Regions from separate parts of the Capsicum annuum genome. Here region 1 is linked to region 2. The links are chromatin contacts, called in public Hi-C maps. All regions are on one chromosome and are shown on one strand. Each heading gives the region's core, a stretch centred on a gene start, on an enhancer-like site or on the middle of the called end of the contact. The rest is flanking DNA. Distances are from core to core; before and after follow the strand shown.

What was found. A called contact is a pair of places that touch in the nucleus more often than the background predicts.
Region 1: a contact with region 2 is called in a Hi-C map of leaf, with 2.5 times the contacts expected there. The contact joins the enhancer-like site here to the promoter of LOC107878057 in region 2. A contact is called at or near these places in 5 of 5 Hi-C or Micro-C datasets (bud, leaf, pericarp and 1 more).

Annotation. Positions count from the first base shown.
Region 1 is chr7:59,137,371-59,142,445 of UCD10Xv1.1, reverse strand. No RefSeq gene overlaps it. Among protein-coding and RNA genes, the nearest start is that of LOC107878070, 5.2 kb to the right of the region's middle. Within about 2 kb of position 2,670, at least 2 of the 5 cell types and tissues checked have an H3K27ac peak or open chromatin away from gene starts, as enhancers often do. A contact at or near this core is called in leaf, where this site is marked.
Region 2 is chr7:59,000,671-59,005,172 of UCD10Xv1.1, reverse strand. LOC107878057 (protein FAR-RED ELONGATED HYPOCOTYL 3) reads left to right here and starts at 2,376. Exons shown (of 10, transcript XM_047393551.1): 1 at 2,376-2,573.

The sequences.
Region 1 (5,075 bases), core at 1,421-3,920, 140 kb before region 2:
TAAACAAATACCATTTGATACAAATACAATTACAAATAAATGATTTTACAAATACAAATACTCTATGTATTTGTATATATTGTATTTGTAAAAAAAAAACTGAATTGTATTTATTTGTATCAATAAATACAACTTGTATCAATAAATATAAACAAGTATTCGTAGAAAGAAAATCAATCGTTTCTTTTCAATAATTATAAAATACAAATGATAGTCCGCACTTGTATTTGTATGATATAGTTTAAATTTGTATTTGTATTTTATAGTTTGCACTTGTATTTGTATGTTATAGTTTGCATTTATATTTGTATTCTATAATTTGCATTTGTATTTGTGTTTGCTAGCTCGTACAAATGAAAAAAAAAAAACAACAAAAGAAGGAAAGAAATAAAAAAAAAAAAAAAAAAAAAAAAAAAAAAAGAAGAAAAAATGAAAAGGAAAAAAAGAAAAAAAAGTGAAAATGTAAAAAAAATGAAAAATAAAAAAGAGAAAAAAGAACAAAAAACAACAAAAAAAGGAAAAGAAAAAATGAAGAAAAAACTGAAAAAAGAAAAAAATAGAAAATAGAAAAAGAGAAAAAATTCATAAGAGGGACTATGAATTATAATTAGGAATAATTAATAGGCAAGAGGAGGCTATGAATTGTAATTAATTGAAACTTAGGCTAAATAGGATAATTAGGAATCCATGTTTGCTAACATATGTAATCATCCATATATATATATATATATATATATATATACTAATTTAGGTGTACACACCTTATGCGTGTACTTCACTTTAATGAGTTCAAATATTACAACAAATAGGATATTTATTTAAATAATAAAGATGAATATAATAATTAAATTTAATAGCTTTTGAGTATTTAAGATAGAGAATTTATTTATTAAACCTAATCTTTACCAAAAATATTTTTAATAGTCGATCAACATTCATGTACCATCTGTAAATTGCAACAAAATAATACAATGATAGAGACATCAAAATAATATAATTAAATCTAATCTTTACAGACAAAAAAATTTTAAAGTCATCCGACACTCATCTACCACGTGTAAACAATAACAAAATAATACGATAATAGAGATATCAAAATAATAAAATTAAACTTAACCTTTACATAAATCAAACTCGACCAATATTTATCTATCACCTATAAACTGTAACAAAATAATACGCTAAAAGTGATTTCAAATTCAATATAATTAACAATTACAATTATCAAACACATAGTCTATTGAGTCAAACTTAAACCCTAGCCGGAGCATGCAAAACCCTTTACGTTAAAACTTTTTTGATCACTATGGATGATACTTCTGGTGGGCCTATCCCACCGGAGGACCCTCCTAAATGGATTACTGATAACAACAGTATTGCTCCAGCTCAAAAATATGCTGATCTACTAAAACCTAAACCATGCGTGCATGAAAACATTAGGGTACCACCTAAACCCGTAGTTATGTTGCATGGAGAGACCTCTACTATGTGGAAATCCTCAGAAGTGAAAACTTTAATTATGTAGGAGAATTTACAATATGCCACTATTGGTAAGTTCTCTTATGAGAAACCAGATATTAATGAACTGAGAAAAATAATTCCAAAGCAATGTGGGGTTAAAGGAGATTGTATAATAGGCATGTTAGATTCAAGGAATATTTTGATTCGTTTGAATTAACTGGAGGATTATGTTCAATTGTTATCAACGACAGCATATTATATCAAATCAAGGGATATTGGAAAATAAGGACTCTTAAATGGGATCCATGATTCGAGCCTGATGTTGAAACCACAGTGGGGGTGGCATGGATATCATTACTAGATCTATCGCCCAATTTTTTTGCTAAGGAAGCCATATTCTTAATTGCATTTGCAGTGGGCAAGCCTTTGGTAGTGGACATGGACACAAATAATCATACAGACCACGTTGTGCAAGAGTAAATATAGAGGTGGATATGATTGCTAAGCTACCACATAGAATTAAAATTAATAAGGAAAATGATGTCTCAGGGAACATTAAGTCCAAATGGATACAAATTCAATATGATTACAAGCCTAAGTATTGCAAAGAATATTGTTTACAAGGGCATGATAAGGATAAATGTTGGACAATTCACCCTGAGTTATTTGACCAGATGCATGAGCAAAAACAAAAAAAGGACAAGAATAAGGAAGATGCCAAGGACCAAGAAAAAAGAAAAAAAGAATGCAGATGATGAGGATAATAGTAACCAATGGAGACAAAGAAAGAGAAGATATAAAAAGGACCAATATGGTCATATTGTTGGAGAGATAAAGGACAAAGATACTATAATAGAAACTTCAAATGCTTTTGATGTATTTGAACAATAGGACAACTCAGAAGAGAATTCCAAAAGTGTAAAGGAGAAGGAGAGTACTAAAGATTGGGTAAATAGAAGTTTAAAAATTTAGATACTATACCTAAAAAAGAAATACAGATCAGCAAAGTTAAAGGCGAAGTTCAGCAAAATGTAAAAGAAGGCAATAAGGAAATGATGCAGGGGGCAGTAAACAATAACGCACAAAGTACAACAACAAATAATAATCAGTTGCAGCAATGTTCAAAGAAGGAAGAAAAAGATCAAAATGCATCAAGAGAGCTTGTGGTGTTGTAGAATAAGTCAAATCAGGAACAAATATTGGAGGATATACGACCTCTTGCAATAGGAGCAGGGAATATGATGAAAGTTTCTAATAGCAATAAGGAGGATATGGATATTGAGAATTTGTTAGACAATATAGATTAGGCAGTAGTAAGAGGAGATTTATCTCCTAATCAAATCAAGTCATTAAAGACAAAACATGAAAAATATGGGAAAAAAATCTAAATAGATAAGTGCCAGTTCAATGAAGACAGAGTGACACCTCAAAAACAACCACACAATGTATGCTTTAATCTAGAATATAAGGGTTGTTAACACACAGAACGCTTTTACAATGTTGATAACAATGCATAAGAGGTATCAGTTTAGTTTCATTGGGCTTATGGAACCTTTTCAGGACGGGCAAACTATTAAAACTTATATAAGTAGATTGGGAAAGCATCATGCTGCAGTTAATATGTTAGGCAAGATTTAGGATTTTATGGAATCAAATGTGGAGTATTCTATTATCAATGATGATGAATAATAACTTACACTCAGTTTAAAGAAACAGAATGCAGGAGTGGTGATTGTTGTTACCTTAATTTATAGTAAATGTAGTCAAGTGAAGGGAGTTCTTTTATGGAATTCTATTGAGGCAATAAGGGGTACAATAGATGAACTATGGATTGTAGGTGGAGATTTTAATATCATAAGTCATGAATTGGGAGGATTACCTATGACCTTTGATGAAACTCAAGATTTTAATTATTGTATTGGCAATTGCAACCTGGAAGAGATTGCTTTTGCAGGGAGCAAGTTTACTTGGTGGAATGGAAGAGTGGATGGAGACTATATTTTCAAAAGATTTGATAGGGTCCTTTGCAATGATAGGCTACAGGAGTTGTTTCCTATGATGGAAGTGGAAAATTTACCAAGAAGTGGTTCTGACCATGCACCAATGTTTCTTTACTGCAACACTAATTAGGATAATTTGATTAAGCCATTTAGGTTTCTTAATTTCTGGCTTAAGGAAGAATCTTATTTGGAGGTTATAAAGTAGAATTGGAAGGTAGAAATTGAAGGTAATCCATTCTTGATCTTTCATCAAAAACCGAAAAGAACCAAGGTTGCATTGACTCGATGGATTAAGCAAACATTTAGGAATATTTTCCACGAGATCGCTACACTTGAAGAGGTGATCAAGTTTAGGGAGAGGCATTTTGAAGAGGATCCTTCTGGGGAGAATAGGGCAGTATTATTCAAGGCACAGGCAGACTTGATAATGCAATTGAAAAGGAAGAATTTCTGGAAACAAAAAATTGGTTTTGAGTGGTTCAAGGATGGAGAAAGGAACATGGGATTTTTTTATGCTATTGTGAAGGGAAAAATTACTATTTTGAAGATTAAAAGAATTAAGAATGATGAAGGATTTTGGTTGGAAATCAAGATGATATTGCTGAAGCTGCAAGGGTATTCTATCATAATTAATTCCAGAAGCAAGGGGATGCTGAGGACTTCTCAATGTTGGAAGCACTACCAACTGTTATATCAGAAGAGCAAAATACAGAATTGAAAGGGATTCTAACATTGGAGGAAGTAAGGATTACAGTCATGGGTTTGAACAGAAACAGTGCTGCAGGTCCAGATGGTATGACTGGCACTTTCTTTCAGGATGCTTGGGATATCATATCTAAAGATCTTCATCAGATAGTAATTGCTTTTTTATGTGGTTATGGGCTACAAAGGTTTATCACTCACACTAATCTGGTACTACTATCAAAGAAATTAGTGGTCAATAATTTTTCAGATCTAAGGCCAATATCACTTAGTAATCTTGTGAATAAAATATTTTCAAGGATTATTCATGAAAGAATTAAGTGTATGTTTCCTGATATAGTATCTGAGGAGCAAGCTGGATTTGTGCATGGTAGAAGTACGGCTGAGAACATATTGGTAGTGCAGGAAATAGTGTCTGAAATCAAAAAAAAAGGAAAGCCTCCAAATATGGTCATGAAATTGGATATGATGAAATCCTATGATAGAGTAGAATGGCTTTTTCTAACAAAAGTGCTAAGGAAGATTGGTTTTTGTGAAAAAATCATAGATATGATTTTTAGACTATTATCAAATAACCGGTACTCCTTATTACTAAATGGACAACCTAGAGGTTTTTCAGGTCTTCTATGTGTCTTAAGCAAGGGGACCTTCTTTCTCCTACTTTATTTATTATTGCAGCAGAAGTCCTTTCTAGAGGATTAAAAGAATTGATGGGTAGAAAGGAGTTTAAGTTATTTGGCATACCTAGAGAAAGTCTTAAACTCAATCATCTTGCTTTTGCAGATGATATAATCATTTTATGTAAAGTTGAGCTGGGTACTTAAAATTACTAACAAATACATTAGACAGCTATGAAGAGGTGTCTGGATAGAGAATTAACAAGGATAAGAGTGCTTTGTATTTTCATGATAA
Region 2 (4,502 bases), core at 1,127-3,626:
AAGAGAGTGTGTTTCACTCCCTTTAAGAGAGTGGAAATGAAAGTTATATATTAAAAACTTATTTTTAATATTTCTTTACATAAATATATATAATTTTCTCTTTTTCTTTATTCATTTTCTTCTTCTTTTTCTTCTTTCTCACAAACAAAAAATTTCAAGAACTCATCAATGACATCCAAGACTAATTTATTATCTTTCTTAGCTCTAAGCACAAAATCAATTGGTTCCGACTTCAAGATCGTCGGAAATTTCAAAATGGGTATTGTTCGTTGTTTTCAACTTCAAGGTCGTCTGAAATTTTAAAATCGATATTGTCCATTATTTCTGACTTCAAGATCGTCGAAAATTTTAAAATGGGTATTGTCCATTATTTCTGACTTCACGGTCGTCGAAAATTTCAAAATTCTCTATTGTTTCCGACTTTAAAATCATCGAAAAATTTAAATTCGGTATTGTTCATTGTTTCCGGCTTCAAGATCGTCGAAAATTTTGGAATTGTTATCATTCGTTGTTTCCAGATTTAAGATCGTTGAAAATTTAAAAATTAATATTGTTCACTATAAATTCAATGTTTATTGTTTTCGACTTCAAGATCGTTGGAAATTTTAAATTTGATATGAGGTTCCAGTGGACGTCACTTGGCGGCAGCGGTGGCCATGGCCGAGATTAGCGAGAAAAGAAAAATATATAAAGTAAAATAATTAATTTTTTAGATTAAAAAAATGAGACGTGACGTGACATGGCAGCGCGTGCAGGTCACTACTTGAAATAAAATCTGGATATGACCTTTTAGACGGGTATATATTCCACTTTAAAATAGTTCAGAGGTAATAGGACCCCCACAAAGCATAGGTGTGTAGTTGATATTTGGGGTAAAGGTTGGGAGAGGGGAGCTTTTGACCATTTTCTCTTTTATTTTTCTCTATTTAATAGACTGTTTTTGTGATTAGCTAAGCAACAATGACTAATTAAATATTTTATTTAGTTTAATTTTTTGATAAGGACTTAGTTTATTGTATTCGTCCTTAATTTTGTAATATTTCGTAATAATTAAAGAAAACTTCAATAACAAAAGGGAAAAACTTACAAAATTTATAAAAAAAATGAAAACTATCCTCGAACTATTTGAAATGGAGCAAATATATCATTTATTTGCTTTTGATCTCAAAAATATTCTTCTCCTCTAATTATTGATTCACTTCTACCATTCACTTTGACAGAATGCTATCAAGCAGATTACGTGAAAACGCGGCATAGCTTGTACACATAAGCATTTCGTTAAAGTGGAGGACAGAAGTGAGCCAATAGTTGAATGAAAAGGATATTTTTGAGATAAAAAATAAACAAGAATATATTTACTCTATTTCAAATGGTTCGATAGAGTTTTGACCCTTTTCCATAAAGTTTATGTTGAAATATCAGAATATAATTTGTTTTATTTATTAAATTAACAGGAAAGAAATTAAATTAAAAGAAAAGAAAACAAAGTGTTTTTTTTTAAAGCAAAGAATAGAAAAGAAAGTATTAGTCCTATCTAAAAAGATCTAAAAAAGGGGATTCTTTGTTAAATAACCTTTTGAAGTCTACTTTTTAATTAAATAGACTATAATTTTTTTTCGAAAAATGACCCACTTTTAAAAATTTAAATTTTTTTGTGATTTAAAATTTATATACAAGTTTTAAAAGTTACAAATTAGTCTACAAATCACCAACTTACAAAATTTAAACAAAACTTCTTCCATCAAAATCTTTTACACATCTTACAAATTAATTCAAAATTTAATTTGTGATAAACAGATCTATTATCAATCCGATCGATATATGGACAGATAAATTATCGATCCGACAGATTAATTATCAAGCCAAACGATATATGAAAAGATTGATTATCGATCCAATCGATATATGTCAATTATTGATCCAATCTATTACATATATATAAAATCGATCCAATCGATATATGTCAATTATTGATCCAATCTATTACATATATATACTTAACCGTTTTTTTTTTTTGAAAAAAAAAAAGGACTAAAATTAAAGGAGAGTAGAAAACATACAATTTTAGGAGGAGATAAAACATTTAGAAATAAAATACTTACTAGCTTCAAAAAGATGAAAGTTGAAGAAACAATGAACTTTTACTAAGAATGGGGGAGAAAAAGTTGGAGAGAAGAAAAAAAAAATTTTAAAATTAAAAAAATAAGTTAAAATTTTATGTTTTAAATATATATTTATAAATAACTTCATAATTTTTAATATGTTATTATAGTTCAATTCTTTCTTAAAGTTTTTTTTAATTTTATTTCTCATTTTAAAATGAGAAAACTTGAATTGAGAATCCTATAAGTCAATTTTTCTCTTTAAAATTTCTCTTTAAAAAGTAGAAAAAAGAAAATAAAAATCACGCGCTGCAGTGGCGTTGGTAAGATAGAAGTGGGGGTGAGGAAACCCTAAATCAGGAGAAAGAAAAAGAGTTCACTCGCCATAGACCATCGCGTGAATTCGCAGTTGCAGAATCGCAGATCCGAAAGTGTGTGTGTGCGTGCACAAAGGAAAAAAAAAAAATTCAGGTATAACCCACTCTCCGCTTCCTTCTTCCAATCTATTTCCTTCACCCCCCACCCTTCACATTTGTATATGCACTGTTACCAAGATAACTGTCAATAGTATGATCATGGCTTTTCCGTTTCATTAATTCATTTGAATTACTCCCTCCGTCCCAAATTAATAATACCCTATTAAATAATGTTTATAATTTAATTTGAAGAAAAAATAATTAATGTAATACATAAGGTAAATCATGGAAATATATTTTTTGTCTTGATTAATTAAAAAAAAAAAGTAAAATGGGATATCAAATTAAGTAATTTGGGACGGGTAATTTGTGACGAGGGAGTATCATAATGTAACCGGCCATAAATGATTTATTCAAATTGAGGCGACCGATGATGTAATTTATTGTTTACTGTATACAAATGTTTTATCTTGCGTTAGGAGTTTGCCTTGATAACTTGATTATTTTTATGTTCATTGTGACAAGCAAGGCAGTCATTGAGAGAAACGATAGCAACCACATGACAATAGATTTAGATGTAAGTCTGTACATTTTGGATTAATTTGCTAGTCTTAGTATTCTGTTTGAGTTAATGTATCATTAAATAACTTGATATCATTATGTTGTGTTTGTTTCTTGTACTTTTCTCTTTGATCACCACGGTGTTGGGTCAGCTTGTGAGCAGCTCGACTAGTTCCACGGAATACCTGGCATTTACCACTTGCTAATCAAGGATTAGACAGATGAGAAGAAATCACTTAATGTTTTGTCTTTGCTTGGCATTGAACCTGAGACAGTCATTGACTAGTATGCCACACCCTTGGGTGCATGTTTCTTGTTCCTCTAATACTTTATGATATTCTTTAACATATCCCTTTATGATTGAGTTAAAAGAATAATGAATCAAAATTGGGGAAGATGAGCTAGACTATCCTCTCTTGTGATGCAAGCTGGTTTGCCCTATTGAAAATAAGACAATCACGTTAGAAGGTGCAAAGGGTTGAAGTTCAAAAAAGAGAAGTGCAAAGGGTTTGGAGCGAATTTATAAAATGAGTTGAAGATGAAAGGTAGAGGCTAAGTTTGTTGCACTCAACTAAAATAAGGAACAGAAAAAAGCAAAGACCGAATTATGCAGATAGAGACATCATTTGAATAACCTAAGTTTGCTGTTGGAACTTGACGAAATTGTTGGCAAATTAAACAGCTTGTTCCTTGAACACCCAATTAATGTTTCAGATTCTGCTTACATGTAAGTGCTGAGATGAGAATTATCACCCTAGGATAAATGCATGAACAGTCAGTTAAATTCATTTGGGAGACCTTTCTCTTCCTCTGTTGTGAAGTTCTCTTATTATCGTTAGCACCTTATGCTTCGGTTGATTAACACCCAACGATTTATTGAAACAAAAAAATCTTGAATTTTAATTGTGATATGGTATTATTATACTTTTGACCTTTTTGTTTATTTGGTTAAGATAATTTTTGCAAGAGGCGATATGACAAGAGTTATAAGTTAATGAACTTACAAGAATGTGGATATATCTATTTTCCATCTCTTTTCTCTTCACCTTGATACACTTGGTTCAACATGTTCTGTCATATTAATGAGCGCATTACTGCTATACTAACTTCTTTATACATATCAACAACATAGCCAGTACATTCCCACAAAGTGGGGTTTGGGGAGGGTAAAGTGTATGCAATTCATACCACTACCTCAGATGAAGTAGAGAGGCTGTTTTGGTAGACCCCTGGCTTTGGATAAATAATAGTATAACAAGCAGAAAACATAAAAACAAACAACAAAATGGGGTAACACACCACTGGATAATAAAAGAAACAAGATACCCACATTGTAATACTACGAACTGTATATCCGAAATCACAAACATCACCAAAACACCATAATCAAGAAACTACAGGGCACATGCATAACACTATGACT